4 separate regions of the Mus musculus genome follow, and all the other regions are linked to region 1. The links are chromatin contacts, called in public promoter capture Hi-C maps. All regions are on one chromosome and are shown on one strand. Each heading gives the region's core, a stretch centred on a gene start, on an enhancer-like site or on the middle of the called end of the contact. The rest is flanking DNA. Distances are from core to core; before and after follow the strand shown.

What was found. Promoter capture Hi-C pulls out the DNA fragments that hold promoters and counts their contacts.
Region 2: a promoter capture Hi-C map of liver shows a contact between it and region 1, with 5 times the contacts expected there. The contact joins the enhancer-like site here to the promoter of Fbp1 in region 1. A contact is called at or near these places in 13 of 39 promoter capture datasets (the 3T3-L1 cell line, the C10 cell line, the HPC-7 cell line and 8 more).
Region 3: a promoter capture Hi-C map of liver shows a contact between it and region 1, with 4 times the contacts expected there. The contact joins the enhancer-like site here to the promoter of Fbp1 in region 1. A contact is called at or near these places in 4 of 39 promoter capture datasets (hippocampal neurons, liver and pre-B cells).
Region 4: a promoter capture Hi-C map of liver shows a contact between it and region 1, with 4 times the contacts expected there. The contact joins the promoter of Ctsl here to the promoter of Fbp1 in region 1. A contact is called at or near these places in 4 of 39 promoter capture datasets (the SN4741 cell line, hippocampal neurons and liver).

The regions. Positions count from the first base shown.
Region 1 is chr13:62,885,017-62,890,406 of GRCm38.p6, reverse strand. Fbp1 (fructose bisphosphatase 1) reads left to right here and starts at 2,125. Exons shown (of 7, transcript NM_019395.3): 1 at 2,125-2,533. The coding sequence starts at 2,364. It overlaps Gm38679 (a long non-coding RNA gene), which reads left to right and starts at 5,329. Exons shown (of 3, transcript XR_873587.2): 1 at 5,329-5,390.
Region 2 is chr13:64,050,518-64,055,889 of GRCm38.p6, reverse strand. No RefSeq gene overlaps it. Among named protein-coding and RNA genes, the nearest start is that of Gm30999, 3.0 kb to the left of the region's middle. Within about 2 kb of position 3,434, at least 2 of the 459 cell types and tissues checked have an H3K27ac peak or open chromatin away from gene starts, as enhancers often do. A contact at or near this core is called in liver, where this site is marked.
Region 3 is chr13:64,175,236-64,181,246 of GRCm38.p6, reverse strand. Habp4 (hyaluronic acid binding protein 4) reads right to left here. Exons shown (of 8, transcript NM_019986.3): 5 at 5,159-5,242. Among named protein-coding and RNA genes, the nearest start is that of Habp4, 16 kb to the right of the region's middle. Within about 2 kb of position 1,761, at least 13 of the 459 cell types and tissues checked have an H3K27ac peak or open chromatin away from gene starts, as enhancers often do. A contact at or near this core is called in liver, where this site is marked.
Region 4 is chr13:64,367,163-64,372,626 of GRCm38.p6, reverse strand. It overlaps Ctsl (cathepsin L), which reads left to right and starts at 2,107. Exons shown (of 8, transcript NM_009984.4): 1 at 2,107-2,391; 2 at 3,463-3,599; 3 at 4,389-4,511; 4 at 4,621-4,767. The coding sequence starts at 3,474.

The DNA of each region.
Region 1 (5,390 bases), core at 876-3,375:
GTACTTATGATCCTCTGTACTGGTCTTTGGTTCAGGACCTTAGGAGAGTTGTCCAAGCTCAACAGATACAGGCTCACAGTCATAGAGAATGTAAGAGAGTGCATGCGGAGCCTTGAGAAAAGTAGCTGGAGCCTGGGGGAGCTTGGAGAAGTAGGACTTAGGCTGAAATGTGGAGAGGGTCCCTGCTGCAATCTGGGAGAAGCTGAGTTGCTGGAGCCGTCTGGCAATGCCTGTGGCCATGCATGTAATTTCATGGGGAAAGAGTATCATATGAGAATATGAAGAGCATAGGACAGCCACAAGGTACAGACAGCCAGGCCTCTCTGTTGGTGATGACAATGAGTGTTGCAGGTACCACCCAGTTCCTCAAGAACAACAACTTCTATAGCTTCTGGGACTGCTGGGTTAAACAGTGCTGAAGGCAGAGACTGTCACCCCTCCTGTGTCAGGTTCCCTCCCAGGGCAGCCCCCAGAGGATGACATGTGAACCTGGTATGTAGCATCTTGACTACCCCAGTGAAGCCAGCTTAGATCCCTGAGGGCCATCTCAGCCTCAGGGATCTCTGTGGACTTTGTTGAGCTCATTATTGCTACTGTATTATGGCTCAGCATCCTCCATCCCACCCTGGTGTGACCATCAGACTGTTCAATATTGTCTTTTTCAGGGAGGAGAGGGTCATTTCTTAAGAAAATGAGTCACTGGAGCACAGGGTGGGGCAGGTAGGTGAAGAAGAGGAATTTGAGAAAAAGGGGGTGGCAGTGGAGGGCATGCCAAGAGGCAGTGTGCCCAGAGAGGGTGATCCTGGAAGAGAGTGCCAAGGAGCAGTGGGCCCAGGGCAGGGCCGGAAGCTTCAAGCCAGTTTGATAGCAATCTTTGTACATCAGACAGGGAACACAAACAGGCTAGATGGAAGGCACGCTGCTAGCTCTCCCAGCTTCAGCTCTTGACCTTCTGCAGTCTGTTCCTTCATCATGTAGAACAGAGCAAGTCATAGCTTTCCAGCTTAAAACCCTCCACAGGTTCTTCCAGCACTGTGAATAGAACCCACAAGTGTTTTGCTATGGTTTGTGAGATCTGTCATAATATCATCCTTCTCTCTCTTTTCTCCTTTCTTTCCTGGTGTCTGTGTGGCTGTCGGGTACACATGTGAGCCTTGGGCGCTGTTCCTTGGGCACTGTCTACCTTGTTTTGAGAGATGGTCTCTGATAAGCTTGGTGCTAGCTGATTGCACTAGCCTGGCTGGCTAACCAGTCCCACAGACAAGTCCACTCTGGTTCTTCTCTTGCATCCTTCAGCTTTTTGCTCAAATATTATTTTCCCAGTGAACTTTTCCCTGACACCCCAGTTTACTCTTCCCAGCATTCTCTATTTATCTTTCTCTTTTCATGATTCTCTATGCCAAAGTGGCTCCTGTAGCAAACTGATCCATGGTATGTTTTTGTTTCTTTTTGTTACTTGTCAATCTTACACTCAAGAAGGGCAGGAGTTTGTACTCCTTGGGCTCTGACCTCAAAGAAAGCCGGTGTCCTGGTGCACAGTACCTGCTCAGTAATTAATTGTTCTACAAATCAGCCTATGACTTGTGACAGCTAGAACAGGCACGGGTAAGGACGCTGGCTGCGGAACAGCCTGACTTCAGAGAATAGCTGTTTGTGTCTGCATTAGTTTTCTCTGCGGAAGACACTTAGAAACTAAGGTTCCCAACAGTTCTCCAACTCTAGAAACTGGGAGGAGGCAACAATTAAGGATTCAGAGTGGATGTGGATGGGAGAATCCATTTCCCAGGAGATGGGTCAGAAGAGACAGTGATGGTTCAGGAAGAGCAGTGGGTAGGGATCGAAACCAAGCCACCTCAGGCTCAAGTGCGGCTTTCCCTGAACTAGTTACTCAACCTCCCTGAATTTGCTTAGTATTTTAAGCAGGTGGGTGGGTGGGACGGGGGAAGGGTTATGGGAGGAGGAGTCCATCATGCCTTCCTCTCTGGCAGGTTATAGCGGGCATTGGAGGAGATAACCATGCAGGTAGCCCAGAGGCAAGGTGGGCGGTGGGGCAACAGAGGAGGAAGTAGCGTTGTCAGCTTGGCATCTAGGGGAGGGTGCATGGAACGGAGGGAGGGAGAGGCTAGGAGGACCTTGGCCAGCGGGCAGAATGGCAGTTGGTAGAGGAAGGGAGCAAGGGGGTGTTTCCTGGGACAGGGGGGCGGAGACCTGGAGACTATAGGCTCCCCCAGGACTCAAGTTCATTGAGTTTCTGCAGACACTGAACGGCTTTCAGTCTTCCCGCTGTGACTATCACCTGTGGGCTCCACCTGCCTGCACCTTTAGTCAGCACCTTTAGCCAGCACCTGCGCCAGACCCCAGCAATGGCGAACCATGCGCCCTTCGAAACGGATATCAGCACCCTGACCCGCTTCGTCATGGAGCAGGGCAGGAAGGCTCAGGGCACGGGGGAGTTGACCCAGCTGCTGAATTCGCTCTGCACCGCGATCAAAGCCATCTCGTCTGCGGTGCGCCAGGCGGGCATCGCACAGCTGTGAGTTAGGCCTCTGGCTGCCGCATCTTATCCGTTAGAACGACTGGGGTCTGCTTCTCTGGACCCCTGCTGGGTCCTGATGGGTCTGGTTGCCAGTGTCGCATCTGACAGTTAAGATTCTGCTCTGCTGCACACAGCCCTCGTTCCCTTCTCCTGGTGCACAATTGCCGGATCTCTTCTGGTCTCAACTCTCCTTTTCGCTCCTCCCAGATTCCTGGTATAAGTGAGTGACTTACCAGCTGCCCACCCGGGACTCTCTAAAGTGCCAATACCTGCGCCTTTCTCCCCATTTCTCTTTTAACCTCTGTTACTCTCCTTGGAAATTGAAATCCCAAATTCAGCTTCTAATTCAGTATCATCCCTAACCTAGACAAGCCCCATAAAGAGTATCCCACCACTTATCAGTCTGGAAGGGAGCCGCCACACAGTATTCCGGGCGCTCCCTCTTTCTGGAGCCAGCTGTAGACTCACCTCCTGAGCACCAAAATCTCTCCCTGTTTGCATTAATGCTAGGAGCAGATCTTGCCCAATTATTAAGAGCTTAAAGACAGAGCAGAAGTAGTAGACTGCTTTTGATAAAGCCAAGAATCCAATCTCCTTCCCCTGAACCATCTGGGGACTTTGTTATGCAGACCCTCCTTGAATAAGAAAAGTTCCCTGTGGTAGATGATGGTGATGATGATAAGGGGGAGGAGGAGGAAGAAGATGAAGAAGAAGTTTATGTATTTATTGAGACATGGTCTCACTATGTAGGTCCACTATGTAAGGTTAGGGTTAGAAACAGGTTCTCACGATGTAGCTTCTACTGTCCTGGAACTCACTGTGAGTAGACCAAGTTGGCCTTGAACTCAGGGGTTATCTACCTGCCTCTGCCTCCTGAGTGGGGATTCAAGGCATGGTGGGTGATTTTAATGCTATGGTCCATATTTTGTACTGTAGGTAGGAGCAAATGAAGAAACATGGAGTCTCAGAACACCTTCATTTTTTAAACTACACAACACTTCTGTACTTTGTTCTGGCCTGAGCAACATGTTTGGGACCTAACTGGTTTTCACACAACTGAATGGAACCTGGGTTTTCAGGTTATCGGTATACTTTCTTAACAAATATCATACTTAAAAAAATTTTTTTCCTACGAGCAATGAGAGACTGATATGTGAGATTTGTAGCTAACTTGAACATATAATCCTTTGAAATGGATTTTTAAATGCTCCTCCAACAGTGTGGCCTGTGTTAGCTATGTGTGCATTTATTTCTGAAAAACTCTGGTTCTGCTGTGAGGCTTGGTGGATAATCCTTAAGCGTAAAACACCTGGTGATGTTTACTTTAGATGCCAAGCAAGGCTAAGCCTTACTAGAGAAAGCTAGGGACATGTATATTAGAAGTGATGACTCCCTCACTGTTTCGCTGTGTTCTTAGCCCTAAGGAGCCTTTCAGCCAGCACACTCAGGTAAAAGTCTCACTTCAAATTAAATTTACAGCTCAAGGATTTAGCTCTCTCAGAACCTGGGGGTTTTGTGAGAGACGACAGTTGCCATTTCTTACATTATTCTAAAAATGCACTGGTACTTGCCACAACCCCAGAGAGACCTAGGGTTAGGTTAATCACCCTCAAGATATCTCACTTTTTAACTCACATCTCAGACAATGGTAACGGGGTTAGGGGTAGAAGGTGCTAAGTTTGGAACAGAAGAGAATGTGTACTAATAGACTAGATGGTCACAGCATCAGCTTTGAAAAGGTCGTCCCAGATTCCTTAAGGCCCTGCACCTATTCACAAAAACACCAAGCCATTCAAAGGATAATAAGGAAAACGACCCCCCTGCCCCACCACACACACACACACACACACACACACACACACACACACCAAATTGACTGTTAATTTTTCTTGGTTATTTTCCCAGGCCCGTTTTTTATGCTCACACAAATGTGTACATGAACGTGCATTTACACATTCCTCTGTAGCTAGCAAATAAAATGGGACTATACTTGCCGTGTTTTTCTCCAGCTATATAATGAACATTCTCTGCCACCAGGATGTGACAATCCACCACCTCCTATTAACTTGCTGCAGACATCTCATGAGAAATGGAGCCCTTCTGTAGCTTGAGTGCATTAAGTCCCCACTACTAGGGCTATTACAGTGGTAGAACAGGTGTTGATGCTGGCTGAGGGAAGAAGTTGGATTCTGTGGGACAGGAAGCGTCTGACTATTCACAGGACGATAAGCAGTCAGACCACTAGCAGGCAGATGAGATCTCAAAGACAGAGCTTTCAATTAGGCTCACTTGGGCTTTGATGTGTTGGATGGAGAGCCAGTGTGCCCATAATAAAGAGCTTATTAAGGCTGCCAGTTGGCCTTAGAAGAGCACTCACCCAGAGGGATGGGATGGTTGAAGATCTGCAAGAACCCCACCAAGACTGGTTTCAGCCCGTTGTCTCACAGGGAAATCAGCAGAGGTATAATTATGGGTCACTATGCTCCTCTGCCTCCGTCAACCTCAAAGTCGCCACTGTAGTCATTTCCACTGCTCCATATGATGTGACATTATATGATATATGATATATAGCATATGATTGATATAATGATATAACAGTATAAATATATCCTGTGGGCTGGTGAGATGGCTCAGTGGGTTAGAGCACCCGACTACTCTTCCGAAGGTCCAGAGTTCAAATCCCAGCAACCACATGGTGGCTCACAACCATCCGTAACAAGATCTGACTCCCTCTTCTGGAGTGTCTGAAGACAGCTACAGTGTACTTACATATAATAATAAATAAATAAATCTTTAAAAAAAAAATATCCTGTGGCAGCATCTCATATAGCCCAGGTCAGGTTCTGGGGAAGGG
Region 2 (5,372 bases), core at 2,185-4,684, 1.2 Mb before region 1:
AGTTGTAGCATGAAAATAGAAAAGCACACTGGGGCAGAACCAGGAACACAGGGTACTGCTGCAACAGACCTGGCCACGTCTTTTTTATAGAGATTGTGGAAGCATTTGGAACTTTGGGCCAGGGAAACCCTCGAGTGCCTGGGTCTTAACAGTTTTGTGGGAAGTTGGAAGATAATACTGAGAGAAATGCAAACAATGGGGGCCTGGCTCATGAAGTTTCGAGGGGAAGCAAAGATTCTATCGGGGCCATTTATGTGAAATATTTGAACTAAGAATCTGTGGCTTCTGGTCAGGTGAGGCTGAAGATTCAGCTATTATTAACAAGAGAAGTGTACCACTGAAGTGAAACCTTTGCTTTACTGGACAGTTGATGCTGATTGGCTGGAGCTGAACGACCAGCTGAGATTAATAAGAGATCAGCATAATTGAAGCACCTTCCAGAAGTGTTTCCTCAGGGTCAGCACAAAATAAACTCTGGTCCAGGGGACCCAAGGCTACATTCCAAATTGACAGCTGAATCTGGATTGTGTAAGAGTTTCCCTACAGGGTATTACTGGTTTTGACATCATGGAAGCTACAAGCTTGAAGGATGTCATGGAGAGAAGCTAAGGGTTGGTATAAGCGTAAAATTTTCTCAAACTACTTTAAAAAGACTTCAAACTCTCCTCTAGCCTACCACTCAACAGAGGTAGTTGAAGAGAAAAGTTATTAGGACATGAGGGAAGACCTGTTTAGAAATAGTTCTTTGAGGGAGAGTTCAGTCTTTGTTGTCAAGATATCAGCAGTTCAGACCAGTAGCAACACCAAATATGAACCAGCAGCTGCAGTCCAGTCCAGTTGACAATCGCCACACATGAACCAGCAAGGGCAGTTCAATCCAGAAGAAACCACAAGGCTCACCAACTGGTCTAAGGCTGTGGAAGCAGCAAGAAGCCACAGGAACCTCACCAGAAGTTCTTTGGCAAGTTTCTCTCAATGGAGTTTTCATAAGCGGAGCTCAGCGACACAATGTAAGAACCAATACTTGTGTGTTGTTAGTGAAGAATATTGAGACAGAGCAAAGCAAACAAGTGCTCAAACTCCCACTGTCTGTGGGGTCATATTTATATTCCTTCATCACATGTCTGCTATAGCAAAACACTCTTTCACATGTCTGCTTCGGCAAAACATCCTTTTACTTGTGTGCCCCAGCAAAACATCATTTGACATAACTGACTTTCCAAAGAAACAAGAAATTCCCACGCTAGGCAGGCACCATGTAGTAGGGTCAGGGTTCCTGAGGAGAGGCAAGGTGGACATTGGTGAAGGTACAGCCTCAGTTGTGGTGGAGACCCCAGCGTATTAGAGATGACCACCGAGAAGAGAGTGAGCAAGCAGTGTATATTCTGGATGCCACAGCCAGAGATGTGGAACCACCCGAGCCATTTGAAATCAGATTGTGTGTGAGTCCCAGATGCAGGACACTGAGCTTTTTTATACTGTTGAATCTTCCATTTGAATTGAGCTACTGTAACTGTGCCCTTGGTCTTCCTTGTTGATATAAGAAACTTTTTTTTTTTTTTAAGAGCCTCAAGTTCCAGCCTCAGCTTGAAAGGAGGTCCTGAGGTGAATGGAAGCAGCTGAAGAAGGACTTGGAGTCAGTGATGGATGCAAACTGACAGCTCTGTGATCTGCTGAGATAGCTCTCTTTTGCAGACCAAAGCACAGTCTTTTATTTGCATAAGCTACTTCCTTAGAGATTGCATATCAGTTTAATCATTTACCCAGGCTCCACTTTGATCACTCCACAAATCAGCATTTAATGACCTTAGCCCCTTGACTCTTAGAAATACAAAGCACATTCAAGGCAAATGAACCAGACAGCAAGCACTTAAAAAAAAAAAAAAGTAAGACCTATGCATTTCGATAGGCACAGCACTTGTGGTTGCCAAGGCTAGAGATAGAGTCTGGTTTTATGTGAGAAAGTTAGCTTTTAGTATAATGCTTTTTACAATTTTTTTTGCAAAAAAAAAAAAAAAAAGCCCTCTCTTGTTTTGTGCTGATGTAAGCAGCACTGAAGCTCATTTTTATAATTCTTAGCTACCTCAATATATTCTTTTAATCTTTGGATTTTTTTCATTTTTATCTCAGCAACTCCAAAGCTTATTATTGGAAAGTATTAAGCAATCCCAGAAAGGAATATTATTAAGCTATCATCTTTTTTCTTGATACCAGACCTTTTGTCTCTCCCCACCTCTATTTGGATTGCACATATAACTACCTCCTTCAGGGAGTAGAATATCTGGATCAAATTTAGTTGTTGATGGCTTCTGGGGAGGAGACCACCATTTACCACTAATATTGTATAACTGTCTATCTGAGCCTTGTTTTTTTTTTTAAACTATTCCTTTCTCTTTTGTGATCAAGGTTTTTTCCTCTATTGACCAAGTCATGTCTCCTTTAATATCTTTCTGACTAAGCTGACTCACTAGTGCAGCTGCCTCTGTTCTTTTGGGTCCATGAAGCCCCTCATACAATTCATATGGCATCCTTATATTGCCTAGTTGAGAAACCCTGTAAAGAACAGTTCTTTATACTGATTTGTGTATTCATGTTTTCGGAGTTCTTTCCCACAGCCTTCAGGGCTTTTCTGAAGATCTTGAGACACATTCTCACTTCCTGGAATCATGCCGCGGGGAGAGCGTTCTCTGAAGGAGGAACATGAGAAAAGCATGTACATTATTATGCACACAAGCTTTCTACTTAGAGCATCTGTCAGCTCTTGAGGAGATCCACATCTTTCTGGCTCTGCTCCAGAGGAGGTGGGTGGGGAACCTTGTCATATTGTCCCTTCGGAAGCCTTGCCAGACCCAGCAAAAGAGGCCACAGTTAAGTGAATTTTGGATATTTAAAGATAACTTGATATTTTTTGTTTGTTTGGCTTTTTTGTTTGTTTGATTTTTGTTTTTCAATACAGAGTTTTTCTGCAGCCCTGGCTGTCCTGGAACTTGCTTTGTGGACTGGGCTAGCCTTGAATTCAGAGATCTGCCTGCCTCTGCCTCCCTCTCCAGTGCTGGGATTAAAGATGTGCACCAGCACGCCTTGCTGATAACTTGAATGTTTTAATCACCAAAGTTTTTAAAGACTGGGGTTTTTTAAGTTATACTGTTTTTATGTTGTGATAGTAACACAATCCTGGGATAAACAAGGAAGGAAAGGTTATGACTTAATAGTGATACATTTGTGTATCAAATTGAAAAGGAATTAATTGTACTGTGTTTATTTATTTATTTATTTATTTATTTATTTATTTATTTATTGTCAGCTTGGCACAAGCTGAAGTCACTTGGGAACAAGGAACTTCAGTTGAGCAATTGCTTTAGTCACACTGACCTGTGTATATTTCTGTAAAGCATTTTCTCGATTAATCATTGATGTGAGAGAGACGAGTCTACTGTGGTTAATGTCACCCTTGACAAGTGGTCAAAAAACACACTGGGCATGTCAATCAGCTGCTTGCCTCTGAAAGATCCTGACAGAATGTAAAAGGTCACAGAAGCCCTGAAATTGGCAAGATAGATGTCACTGTTAGCAGAACTAGCTTCACTGATTTAGAAAAATAGAGGTGCACAATGCTCTGGCCACTCCTTGAACCTGTGTGTCTGCCAATGTTTTGACCGTTCCTTGACTCATGTGTGTGCCCACTGATGAAACCCATTGCCAGGTGTTTGTGATATTGGTTGCTGAGAAAGAGTCAGAAAATCTCCCCAGCAACCACAGCCTGGCCAATCCTGAGTTGATACACCTGCACCAGACTCTTTCCTTGTACCCCTCCCATACCCATTTCTTGAGAATAGACACTGTTTAGATCTGGAAATCCCCTACTCCCCGCTTCTCCTTTCTCCCCTGAGGGCCTATAAAAACTGGGACCTCTTTCCCCTCGAGGTCGACTCCTCTACCCCTGCGTGGGATATGAGTCATCCCCAGAGCTCTGGCTTTCCCTGAATAAACCTCATGTGGTTTGCATCAAGCTTGGTCTATCGTGAGTTCTTGGGTGTCTGCTATTGTTATGAGGCCTGAGCGAGGGGCTCCTCTCAGAGTCTTTCACCTCCATGGTCTCTGCTTCAGTTCCTGCCTCAAGGTTCCTGCCTTGTGGCCCTGTCTTGACTTCCTTCAGTGATTGAGTATGACCTGGGTTCTGAAAGGTGAAATAAACCCTTTGCTCCCCTAAGTTTTGGTCAATGTTTTATAACATTAGTAGAAAAGCATACTTACTATGGTTTGGGTAAATGTCCTCAAAGACACACATGTTAAGTTTGGTCCCCATCCTGTGGTGCTATTGGGAAGTAATAGGGCATTTAAGAGGTAGGACTAGTGAGACTAGTACCACTAGTCTCTTCACGCCTTTCTCTTTGCTTCCCACTGGCTGCGAAAGTATGTAGTTCCTTCTGAGGCCATGCACACACCATGGTTTTCTTCCTGGCCACAGGTCTGAAAACAATGAGGCCAATTGATCATGGAATACAATTATGTGCCCTTCTTAGTGGGTTATCTCAGGTGTTATGTTTTGTCACACTGAGAAAGAACTAATGACATTGTGGTCTACAGGATGTATTATTAGGGTTGCTGGAACACATGTTCTTGAGGCTGCAGGTTGGACCCACCTGCTCGGGAAGAAGAGGACTCCATTTCAAAGACAACTAGTTAGTTCTGGCCAGAGAAAGCTGACTGCCATCCTGGGGCCAGAAGGACTTACCAGGTTGTGCTTCCTCTGAGGCCAAAGGCAGGCTTCTCTGTAGTCGGCCAGTAGGCTTTGAGTTTTCTGAGTCCTGGCTCCACAATGCCCTCTAATGGTCTTGTAGAGAAACTGTGGTGTTGCTCCTACCTAGTCCTTTAGAAAATTCACTGTTGGGTCTGACTTAATGGAGAGGATGTTCTTCAATTTCTTTCTCAAGATTTTAAAGCAGGTGAGGGATGTGTGTGTGCGTGCGTGCATTCATTACAAGAAGGGACAGGAAAGGAGAACATGACAGGACCTGTTTAGGTGGCATAGATTCTAATAAGAAGCCTGACAGTGGTAAGAGTGGACAGTCTCTTCGTCTCTCTGGATTGAGCTCACCACATCACTCAGGAGAAGGTTGGTTTCATAATCTTTCTTTTTTGGTTAGATTGCAAATAGGTTTTAAAAAGTGATTTTAAAACCATATTTAAAAGGTAAATTTCCTAGTTACTAACAAGTAGATAGGTCAGAAACTATAGGGGGAAAAAAAGGAGAAAAAAGAGCCACCTCTCAGGATTAACCGTCCTTTACTCATGGTAAGTTGACTTTTCTTTGAGTTTCTTACTAAATTGATTTATTCTTCCTCCCCTTCCTCTCCCCCCACCCCAAGGTG
Region 3 (6,011 bases), core at 512-3,011, 1.3 Mb before region 1:
TAGCCCCATCCTAGCTAACAATTCGAAATGTTTAAAGCAGGCTGGAGAGATGGCTCAGAGGAGGAATTAGGAAGACCTTAGTCCAAATCCCCAGCATCTTGTGCCCTCTTCTGGCTTCTTCAGGTATTGCATGCATGAGGCAAGATAACACAAGTTAAAAGCTTTTCAAATGTCCACTCTGTTAATCATCAGAGAAATGTGGCGCAACCCACGAGGAGTTACACCATTCCATATCCAATGGTCAGCTAGTATCAAAAGGTCAGTCAGGGTATGGAGAGATGGTTCATCAGTTAAGAGCACTTGCTGTTCTTGCTGAAGACTTTGGGTTTGGGTCTTAGCATCCACTTGGTGGCTCACAAGCAGCTGTAGATTTGGTTCAAAGGAATCTACTGCTCTTTTCTGGTGCCACAGGTACCAGGCATTCATGTGGTGCACACACACACACACACAGAGAGACAAAACATTCATACATGTAATTTTTAAAGAAAGAAAAGGGGAGTGTCTTTAAAGGCAATTAACAAGTTTTGACAAAGATTTTTTTTTTTTTTTTTTGGCTGGTGGGACCAAGTGTCTACTTCAGAAAAGAAAGTTATACTTTTGTGGGACTGTATTGGGGATGTGATTATCAACGTAGAAAACAGTCTGGGGGGCCGGAGAGATGGCTCAGTGGTTAAGAGCACTGACTGCTCTTCCAGAGGGCCTAAATTCAATTCCCAGCAAGCACATGGTGGCTCACAACCATCTGTATTGGGATGTGGTGCCCTCTTCTGGTATGCAAGTGTACATGCAGACAGAGCACTCATACATAGAAAAAGGAAGGGAAAGGGGAAGGGGAAGGGGAAGGGGAAGGGGAAGGGGAAGGGGAAGGGACGGAACAGTCTGGTCTTCAATTTTTTTTACAGAGTCGGGTGTCATGGCTCACATCTTTAATCTCAGACCTAGGCAGGCAGAGACAAGTGGATCTCTATGAGTTTGGTGCCATCCTGGTCTACACATCAGGCTCCAGGACAGCTGGGACTGACTACACAGCAAGTTCCAAGACATAGAGATCTTGTCTCAAATTTTTTTTTTCTGGGGACAAGAGAGATGGCTTAGTGGTTAAGAACACTGGCTGCTCTTCCAGAGGATCTGGGTTCAATTCCCAGCAACCACATGGCAGCTCACAGCTGTCTGCAACTCTAGTTCCAGGGGATCCAACACCCTTATACAGACATACATGCAGTCAAATCACCAATGTGCATAAGACTAAAATTTTAAAAATTATTAAATTTTCTGAGAGTTCATATATGATCCAGGAATTTCATACCTGAGAGAAATGAGAACGCGCATCCCTATCAAACACATACATGAATGTTTACAGTGGCTGTTATGTACAGCAGCCTCAAACTGGAAACTATTAGCATGTCTGTCACCTGACAAGTAGATAAACAAAACAGGGATTTTAAAATATAGGCCATAACATGACAGAAATTTAGACATATGGCAAGTGAAATAAGCTAACGTGTCTTCTCTTTTCTGTGTAAGATTCCGTTTATATGATCGGAAGAGGCAAGCTCAAAGACAAAACAGGGCAGTGTAGCAGGTGCCCTCAAACATCAGAACACTGATGAGGAACAATTCAGCTGCTGTCAGAACACAGGGAAGGATGGGTGTGACACACCAGTAAATTGGCTAAGTTGGAAGAATAAGCATGCATTTCAGGTTGTTCACTAAAACACTGGCTTACAGGACTTTAAGCTCTTCCATCAAGTTCTAAGCCTGGGAGGTGAAGGTCCACTGTGGCGGAATGGGGAAAGCCCCAGTGTCAACTCAATCAGCCAGAGCTGGGGTGGCAGGTCATCGATCGTATCAAGAAACGGAATTCTTAAACCATCAACAATGACACAGCTGCTGGGAGATTAGTGTGATTTTAAAGTCTGACAGAGCCACAGAAACAAGAATTCTCCCTGAAGAGTCCTACATAACTCGCTTTCCCAGCTCATAGAAATGAGTGTGTCTGTGACTTTAGTTAACGCAGTCTAAATAGGCACGTTAACTGTGAATCCTATTTTAAAAACACATTCTTAGTTGTTTTGAGCAGTAAATTCACAGCTGTCACAACCGTCAGTCACTGTCACTCGTGTAAGAGATGTAGGGGGCCCCTCCCTCTCTCCTATTTGTAGATAGGAGCATAGCTGAGCATAAAACACAGCCCTCACAACTCCAGTTGATTATTCCTATTAACAAATGAGGGCAGATTAAATAACTGGATCAAACTGGCTCAGTCTGCTCTGGCAGCTGAAGGGGGAGAAAGGGAGAATCAGCAGCAGGGTGAAGGGCAAGAATTCAGCAAACAGGGAAGGGGGGGGGAGGATAAGGTGTGTTCAGAAACGTGAAGTAGGGAGCCACAAAATGAGTCCTGAGAAGGCACGAGAGTGGTCAAACATGAGGCACTGGAGGGGTCTGAAGGGGTCGGAGAATGTGACACTCAGAACGCCCACATGACAGCCACTCTGGTGCAGAGAGAGGCTCGGGAGCTGCAGTGACAGCTGGACGTCAGAAGTTTAGGCTGTGCCGGTGACAGGGATGATTAGGGACACAATGAAGGCCTGAATTGGGGGTAGGAGAGGACTGAAAACTGGACTTCCAAGGGAGACTTAGAGGTTTCTGCTTGGGGAAGCTGATGAGTGTTGATGCTGGTCCGGAGCACAGACACCTGCTGAGGCCCAGGGGGTTGTGGGGAAGCAGGCAAGCAGCTCAGTCATGCTGAGCATGAGGTATCAGTGGCGAAGCAGGCGTAGGTGTGCAGGAGACAGACACACAGACCTCGGACCTCGGACTCGGGTTGAAGGATGAAGGCAAAGATCTGTATTTTGGTGTCAAAACACACATATGACAATTCGAGAGCAGGGTACATAAGATCACATAAAGACGGAGAAAGAGAACAGGCCTGAGGCAAAACTCTAATGAGTTTCGAAGGAGATGCTCAAGGCAGAGGGAACCCAGAGCGCAGTTAGCCAGAGAGCTGAGCTTAAGTCAACACAGATTTAGGTTGAAGTGGCCGCTAGGCCTGGTGAGGTGAGGGGGGAGTATTCAGAGGGTGATGACGACACAAAGCAGGCCTGGAGTTATAGAAACAAGTGATGGAGGAATGAACACAGCTCCGTGTAGGGCTAAGGGGAGACTTTAACATGAGACTGCATACACTTCAACTGTCCAGAAGACCAGAGCTGGGGAAAAAGACATGTACAAACTGAGGGTTGAGAAGGTCAGTGGGAATGACCCAAAACTGGAAGAGGTGGGAGAAGAGATGGGAAAAGGGAAGACCATCAACTTCCCAGCTGTGGAATTTCCATGAGGTGTGGCAATGATGTGGGGAAGTGCTGTCAGGGTCTTGGAGAATCCATGAAGTAGTGATGCTGGACAGTGCTGGCTGGTCTTCTCAGAAAACTGGCTATCAACACCTTACCAGATGCTACCGAGGGGGCTGCAGAGATGGCTCAGAGGTTAAGAGCACTGACTGCTCTTCCAGAGGTTCTGAGGAGTTCAGTTCCCAGCAGCCCCCGGGGTGGCTCACAACCACCTGTAATGGGACCCGATGCCCTCTTCTGGTGTGTGTCTGAAGACAGCAAAGGTGTGCTCGCATATATAAAAATAAATAAATCTTTAAAAAGAAAAAATAAAGATGTTACCACGTGGCTAGTGAGATGGCTCGGTGGGTAACGCTGCTTGTTACACAAGCCTGGTGACCTGAGATTGAGCCCTGGAACCCACATCAAGGTGGAAGGCGAGAACCAACTCTACAAATTGTTCTCTGACCTCCGCGTGCACGTGCGATGCATATACACACACAATAGTAAGAAAGTAACCAAACCAAACCAAAAACCTTTGCAAAAGTTCCAAGCACCCTGTCTTGTGACTTGCTTGGCTATGGATTCTGACGGGGAGAAGGCTGAGTGAAGAGTTACCCAGGAGGTGGCTTTGCCTTAAGAGGCAAAGCCAGGACACAGGAGGGTCCTGAGAGTTCACTGGCCAGCCAGCTCAGCTAAGATATTGAGCTTTCATTTGTGAGGGACCCTGGCTCATTCACAGGGAGAGGCGGCTTGGCTTACAGCTTAAGTGTGCGAGATATAGACAGAGATGGTTTCATAGAGATGAACAGAAAAGGAAGACAAGAATAAAGAGACAAGAGCAAGGCAGAAGAGGTAAGGGGCGGAGGACACATATTTAAATTTAATATACTCTCATTAAAAACAAAAAAACCTATCAGATTACTTAATTAGTTTGATGATTATCCACTAACAAATAAATAGGATCAACCCAGTGTGATACTAGGAAGGATTCAGCTTTTAAAACCCTTAAGAGATAGCCGGGCGTGGTGGTGCACGCCTTTAAACCCAGCACTCGGGAGGCAGAGGCAGGTGGATTTCTGAGTTCGAGGCCAGCCTGGTCTACAGAGTGAGTTCCAGGACAGCCAGGGCTATACAGAGAAACCCTGTCTCAAAAAAAAGAATGCTTGCTCCAGCTGGGTATGGTGGTACACGCCTTTCATCCCAGCACCAGGGGGGCAGAGCCAAGTGGAGCTCTAAGTTCGAGACTGGCCTGGTCTACATAGTGAGAGTTATAGAACAGTCAGGGTACATAAAGAGACCCTGTCTTTTTTTGAGAGTACTTGAAAGACAGAGTATGAATGTCCAACACCCATGTAAAAAGCCAGCCCTGGGGAGTGGAGATAGGAAGAGCCTAAGAGTTCACTGGCTAGTCAGCTTAGTTTGAGATTGTGAGCTTTCATTTTGTGAGTGACTCTGTCTCAAGGGAATAAGGTACAGAACCATATAGGAAGATACCTGGGGGTGGGTGATGGGGACATCCTCGTGGAGACAGGGCGGGGTGGGATGGGAAGGAGGTATGGGATGTGGAACAGTTGGAGAGTGGACTGGGAGGGGAATAAAATTTGGAGTGTAAAAAAATAAATGAATAACTAAAAGATTAAATAAAAAACAAGATATCTGGTATCCTGCTCTGGCCTCCACATTCACACACGCACACACACACAGACTTTGTGCTCAATGAACATAATGTCCAATCTTAGAGAGAGGGAGACAGAGGAAGAGAGAGAGAGATATGATTAAGAGTCAGTACGAGAGAGAACCCATAGGCACAAGCAGCAGCTCCTTACTTGGCTGCAGACTCCTCGTCCAGGGCGCCCTGGCACTCCTCCATCATCGAGGTCTCTTCCATGGGTGCAGGTGGCTCTGTATCACTGAAAAGCATCAAGAACATCCATCACACAATTCTCATACCCTCCAGTGCTCCTGTCTAGTTAAAGCCAAGGGAACACATTTTAGGCCCTGCTTCTTAAGGGCAAACCCTCGAAGGGACTACATCCATATCACAGGGAAACAAAGGAAGGAGTCAGGGATGCCTAAAAATATGTTATTTCAAAAATGTCAAAGGTAAATACATGAAAATTAAAAACAGAGACGAGAATGATCACGGGGGGAGGGAGGCAGAGAATCCAAATGCTTATTATAATTTCTGCTTTTTGGGTTTGTTGTTATTGTTTTTTTTTTTACTTTATATATATCTTATTTTTGAGGAAAGGTCTCAATCAATTTGTAGTCCTTTGGACTTATAACTCACTGTATAACACCAGGATAGTCTCAGACTCACAGAGTAAGCTACCTCCCTCTGCAATGCTTCCTCCCTCCAAGTGCTTGGGATCAAAGGTGTGTGCTACCATGCCTGGCAAGAATTCCATCTTTTATTTTTTTTAATGGCTTATTTTATGAGCAGAAGTATTGAGTTCACTGACTGTATGGGTCAAACAGTGAGACCCTGTCTCAAAAAACTTACATCCTGAGATGTGCAAATGTGCCACACTATATGCTTAAAATATGTGGTCATCTATCAAGTATTACTTAGCTAAAATTAAGAGAAAATAATAGAGCAGACCCAGGGGCTTGGTACGGTGGCATATGCTTTTGATTGGGAGGTAGAGGCAAGATTATCTCCATGAATTCTGGACTAGC
Region 4 (5,464 bases), core at 858-3,357, 1.5 Mb before region 1:
TTTCCATAATGAATACTCTTTTCATTGTTGTCTTATGAAATGGGTCTCAGTATATAGCCTTGGCTGGCCCTCACTATGTAGACTGGGCTCAAGAAATCACAGAGATCTGCTTGGCTTGACCTCGAGAGTGCTCGAATTTAAGCATCTGCCACCAGGCCCAGTATGAATATGCTTTTTAAAGTTTTTTTGGGGTTTTTTTGTTTGTTTGGTTGGTTGGTTTTTTTTCGAGACAGGGTTTCTCTGTGTAGCCCTGGCTGTCCTGTAACTCACTCTGTAGACCAGGCTGGCCTCGAACTCAGAAAATCGCCTGCCTCTGCCTCCCAAGTGCTGGGATTAAAGGCGTGCACCACCACGCCTCTTAAGACACTTTTTAAAAACTCATGTTGCAGCTAGGTATGGTGATGCACACCTTTAATCTCAGCACTAGGGAGGCAGAAACAGATTTATTTGAGTTCCAGGACAGCCCAGTCTACAAAGGGAGTTCCAGGACAGCCAGGAAATCAAAAATCCTGTCTCAAAAAACAACCACAACAACAAAAGCCTCATTTTCGGGGAGGTGTACATGTGCCAACAGCACATACAAAAGTCAGAGAACAACTTTTGGCTCTCTTCTTTCACCATATAGATCTCTGAGATTGAACTTAGGCTTGGGTTCAGGCAACTCTTTAACACTAAGCAATCTCACCAAGCCCTGAACGTGATCTTTTAAATCACTTTTAAAAAAATACTTCTTTTAGGGCCAGGAGGTAGTGGCGCACTCCTTTAATCCCAGTACTTGGGAGGCAGAGGCTGGCGGATCTCTGTGAGTTTTGAGGACAGCCTCATCTATAGAGCAAATTCCAGGACAGCCAAGGCTACACTGAAAACCCTGTCTCAGAAAATATTTTAAATACTATTATAAAAGACATTACAAGTCAGGCAGTAGTGGCGCACGCCTTTAATCCCAGCACTTGGAAGGCAGAGACAGGCGGGTTTCTGAGTTCGAGGCCAGCCTGGTCTACAGAGTGAGTTCCAGGACAGCCAGGGCTACACAGAGAAACCCTGTCTCAAAAACAAAAACAACAACAAAAACAAAACAAAAAAAAAGACAATACAAATTTTTAAAAATCACATACTGAAATTAACCAAACTCAAATATTATAAAGCTTCTAAACAGAATAGCCAATAAAAAAAATCTTATATGGCTAAAAAAAAATTACACTTTACCGAATTATTTTCTTTCAATCTTACCTATACCTGTATATATATTTTTTCTCTATCCAAGTAATTTCTTCAAGCTACACAACTACAGCCTTCTATTAAATATTACTCTTCTTGAGTGAGGAAGAGGAAACTAAAGCGGATAGCTCGGAGATAGCTTTAATCCCGGCTCTTGAGAGGCAAAACCAGGATGCCTGTGATTGCCTGGTCTACATTATTAAACCCTATAACCCCTATCTCAAACACATACTTATATCTTTTCCAGCGAATTTATCAAATTCCAGAAGTGGCGCATGCCTTTAATCCCAAAACTTGGGAGGCAGAGGCAGGCGGTTCTGAGTTCGAGGCCAGCCTTGGTCTCCAGAGTGAGTTCCAGGACAGCCAGGGCTACACAGAGAAACCCCGTCTCGAAAAGACAAAAAAAAAAAAAAAAAGGAAAAAGAAAGAAAAAAATTGAAAGTAAGAAAAACAATTCATAATGTAAAGTAGGAAAACAGTCTCCATCGTTCTCAACCGCTTTTTTTCTTTTCTTTTCTAGCCACCATCCTACAACCCCACCCCCACCGCCGCGTCCCCGCCTGCCACGAAAAGAATTTCTACCAGACTTGAGAGAAATGCTCCTAAGGAACAATCCATGTATAGGTAAGGCAGGAAGTGCGGCGTTAGAAGCCACGTGCTGATCTAAATTCTATGGACACCCGTCCAGCCAGACCCTGGAGAGGTGACTCTGTCCTCCGCTCTGTCTTCTTCCACTTACATCAGCATTGTTGTGGGTTAAACAGAAACCACGGGTTATGCAACTCTCCACCCTGCACATTTTAATCTACAACTTTCATACAAAAGGAAAGGTATGGCTGAGGTGGAAATTCCACAGCAGGCCTTTTTTTTCCTACGCTTTTCTTACAGAACCAAGGCACCACGCTGGCGTGGACCCTCCAAAGTGGATCAGCCTCGCCCCAAGGCTTGCACCACAGGACAGGTTACGACCCGGCGGCGTCACGCGCCCGGACTCCCGCAGGCTCCGCCCCGAGGCAGGCATAGCCAATGACGGGGCGGGGGCGGGCCCTGTCGGGGCTGTAGCCTGAGAGGCTTTAAAGCCTGAGCCCGGCGCTGTTCCTCCAGATTCTCGGACCTCGGCGACCTCCGGGGATCCGAGTTTGCAGACTTCTTGTGCGCAGCTAGCCGCCTCAGGTGAGTGACCCCCGCGGGTTTAAAGGCTTCCCGAGCAAGGGCAGGTAGGGGAATCTAGAATGTGGGAACCATAGCATCTGCAACCCGGACTGGAGACCCCCGGATGGGCCAGGATCTCGAGGATGTGTCCTCGGCCTCCCCGAAGTGATAGGCCCTTGTTGTCGAGCGGGGTCTTCATCAGGTCATGTGACTCCGGGCTGCCGGGACCCGTAGGGACAGCGGGACCCCCTCAAGCTGGTCACGGGACCCAGGGCTCCTTGTGCCGCCATAACATTCGCGGGCGGTGGCCGCGAGCGCGGAGCGGACGCCCATCCCCCTCTCCCCCGGACGGGCCCAGCTTGGCCCCTAACCCGAACTGAGATCGCATAAGGAGGCATCGCCTTGAGGCTTCAGTTCGCCTGATGTGCAGCTGTGCGTTAAAGTGTGTGGTGGCAACCCACCCTCTGGGTACTCCTGTATGCCCACTTGGGGTCACTAATACTTGTCAATAAATGACCTGGACCCAGTTGTCCTCTTAAGATTCTGACGCATACAATATCGGAAGACTTAAGACTACCGTGGCGCTATAATAAGAGAAAGTGGGGGGGGGGCTGTCGAGATGGTTCAGCGGGTAAGAGCACTGACCGCTCTTTCAAAGGTCCTGAGTGCAAATCTCAGCAACCACATGGTGGCTCACAACCACCCATAATGAGATCTGACACCCTCTTCTGTGCGTCTAAAGTCAGCTACAGTGTACTTATGTATAATAATAAATCCTTAAAAAAAAAAAAGCAAGAGAAAAGGGTTTACCCCTGTTCCAATGACTACTAGGCTGTTTTTGTTTCAGTAGCTAGAGTCTAGGAACCTCCAAAGATTAATTCCTGACTTGTTTTTCTCCACTCATAATCACATTTGTTAACACGTGCAAGGATGCTTCAACTCAGAACGGTTTACTGCTGGGCTGGTGGCTCATGGATCCCTAAACTTGAGAGATGGGTCATTGAAAAAGTTTAAAGCCTAAACTACATGAGAAACTGTCCTTAAAAGAGAAAGCTTCCGTGGGATTCTCATTTCCTCTTTTTCCTTCCCTAGGTGTTTGAACCATGAATCTTTTACTCCTTTTGGCTGTCCTCTGCTTGGGAACAGCCTTAGCTACTCCAAAATTTGATCAAACCTTTAGTGCAGAGTGGCACCAGTGGAAGTCCACACACAGAAGACTGTATGGCACGGTTTGTAGTGTTTACATTGTCTAGAGAGAATGGTCTTCCTTGCCCTTGGAAGTGTTTGTTTGGTTGGTTGGGTTTTGTTTTTGTTTTTCCAAGTCAGTGCTTCTCTGTGTGTCCCTGGCTGTCCTGGAACTTGTTCTGTGGACCAGGCTGTGAACTCAGTGCTAGGATTTAAGTCATGTGCCACCACTGCCCACCTCTTTCTCCCCCCACAACCCCCCTCTCTAACCCTCAGAAGTTTATAGCCAGAGAGTAGTCTCTAGAGGCCAGCTCTTAGCAGGAATAGCCCAATCATACATCCATTGTGAGCAGAGTAGAGCACATACATCCCTTTGTGTGTTTTCGGGAGGAGTGGTGCCTTTCAGAGTGTGTAGCTGTTCCTGTTCCAGTAGATCCATTTGGTCAGATGGATTGGTTTTTTTATTTAAGATTTAGTTAGTGAGATATATGTCACTCGTGATATATACCACACTTATGTCTGGGTATTGTGTACATTCTGGAACTAGTTAGAAAGTACCATATGGCCGGGCAGTGGTGGCACACTTGGGAGGCAGGGGCAGGCAGATTTCTGAGTTTGAGGCCAGCCTGAGCTATACAGAAAAGAAACCCTGTCTCAAAAAAAGTAACATATGTGAGTGCTGAGAATTAAACCTGAGTCTTCCACAAATGGTCTTAAACACAGCCATCTCTCCAGCACCATCTCTGCCTCTGGAATTAAAAGCCTGTGCCAACATCTGGCTCCCCCTGTCTATTAACAAAAAATGAAAACTGCCAGTTCTGTGCTTGCTCTAGAATGAGGAAGAGTGGAGGAGAGCGATATGGGAGAAGAACATGAGAATGATCCAGCTACACAACGGGGAATACAGCAACGGGCAGCACGGCTTTTCCATGGAGATGAACGCCTTCGGTGACATGGTGAGTGGGGACATGATGCGAACTCTTGAACTCTTGAGCCCTCTCCTCCATTTTCTTTCTACAAAGTTATCTCACCTTTTCTACTTTTTTTTTTCTCCCTTCCCGGAAGACCAATGAGGAATTCAGGCAGGTGGTGAATGGCTACCGCCACCAGAAGCACAAGAAGGGGAGGCTTTTTCAGGAACCGCTGATGCTTAAGATCCCCAAGTCTGTGGACTGGAGAGAAAAGGGTTGTGTGACTCCTGTGAAGAACCAGGTATGAGGGCTGGGAGAAGTCTTGAGTTTGATCCCCAGGGTCCACACTTGGAAGAGACTCGAGGTGGGGGAGGGGCGGGAGTGCAGCATCACTAAAGATAATGATTTGATTACCCTCCCCCAGCAGCCATCAACTGGTAGTAACTCCTGAGAGGAGCCAGGCCCCATGAGACTCTGTCCTCTGTGCTTTAGCCTTGACCACAGTGTTTTGTTTTGTCTGCTCTTTTGGATCCTGAATGAGACAGGATCTCACAATACTAGCCCAGCCCAGCCCAGCCTGGCCTCAAACCCAGGATCCTCTTGCCTTAATCTCTCTAGTGGATTGCAGGCATACATTGCCCTACCCAGATTCCTGTCTTACTGTTTTTTTGTTTTGTTTTGTTTTGTTTTTTTCGAGACAGGGTTTCTCTGTATAGCCCTGGCTGTCCTGGAGCTCACTTTGTAGACCAGGCTAGCCTCGAACTCAGAAATCCGCCTGCCTCTGCCTCCCAAAGTGCTGGGATTAAAGGTGTGCGCCACCACGCCCGGCTTGTTTTTTTTTTTTAAGTATGAATATATCTGGGGGTGGGGAGAGATGTGGCACACACTTTTAATCCCATCACTTGGGAGGCAGAGGCAGGAGGATCTCTGAGTTCAAGGCTATACTGTCTACAGGGCGATTTCTAGGCCATCCAGGGCTACATAGAGACCTTGTTTCA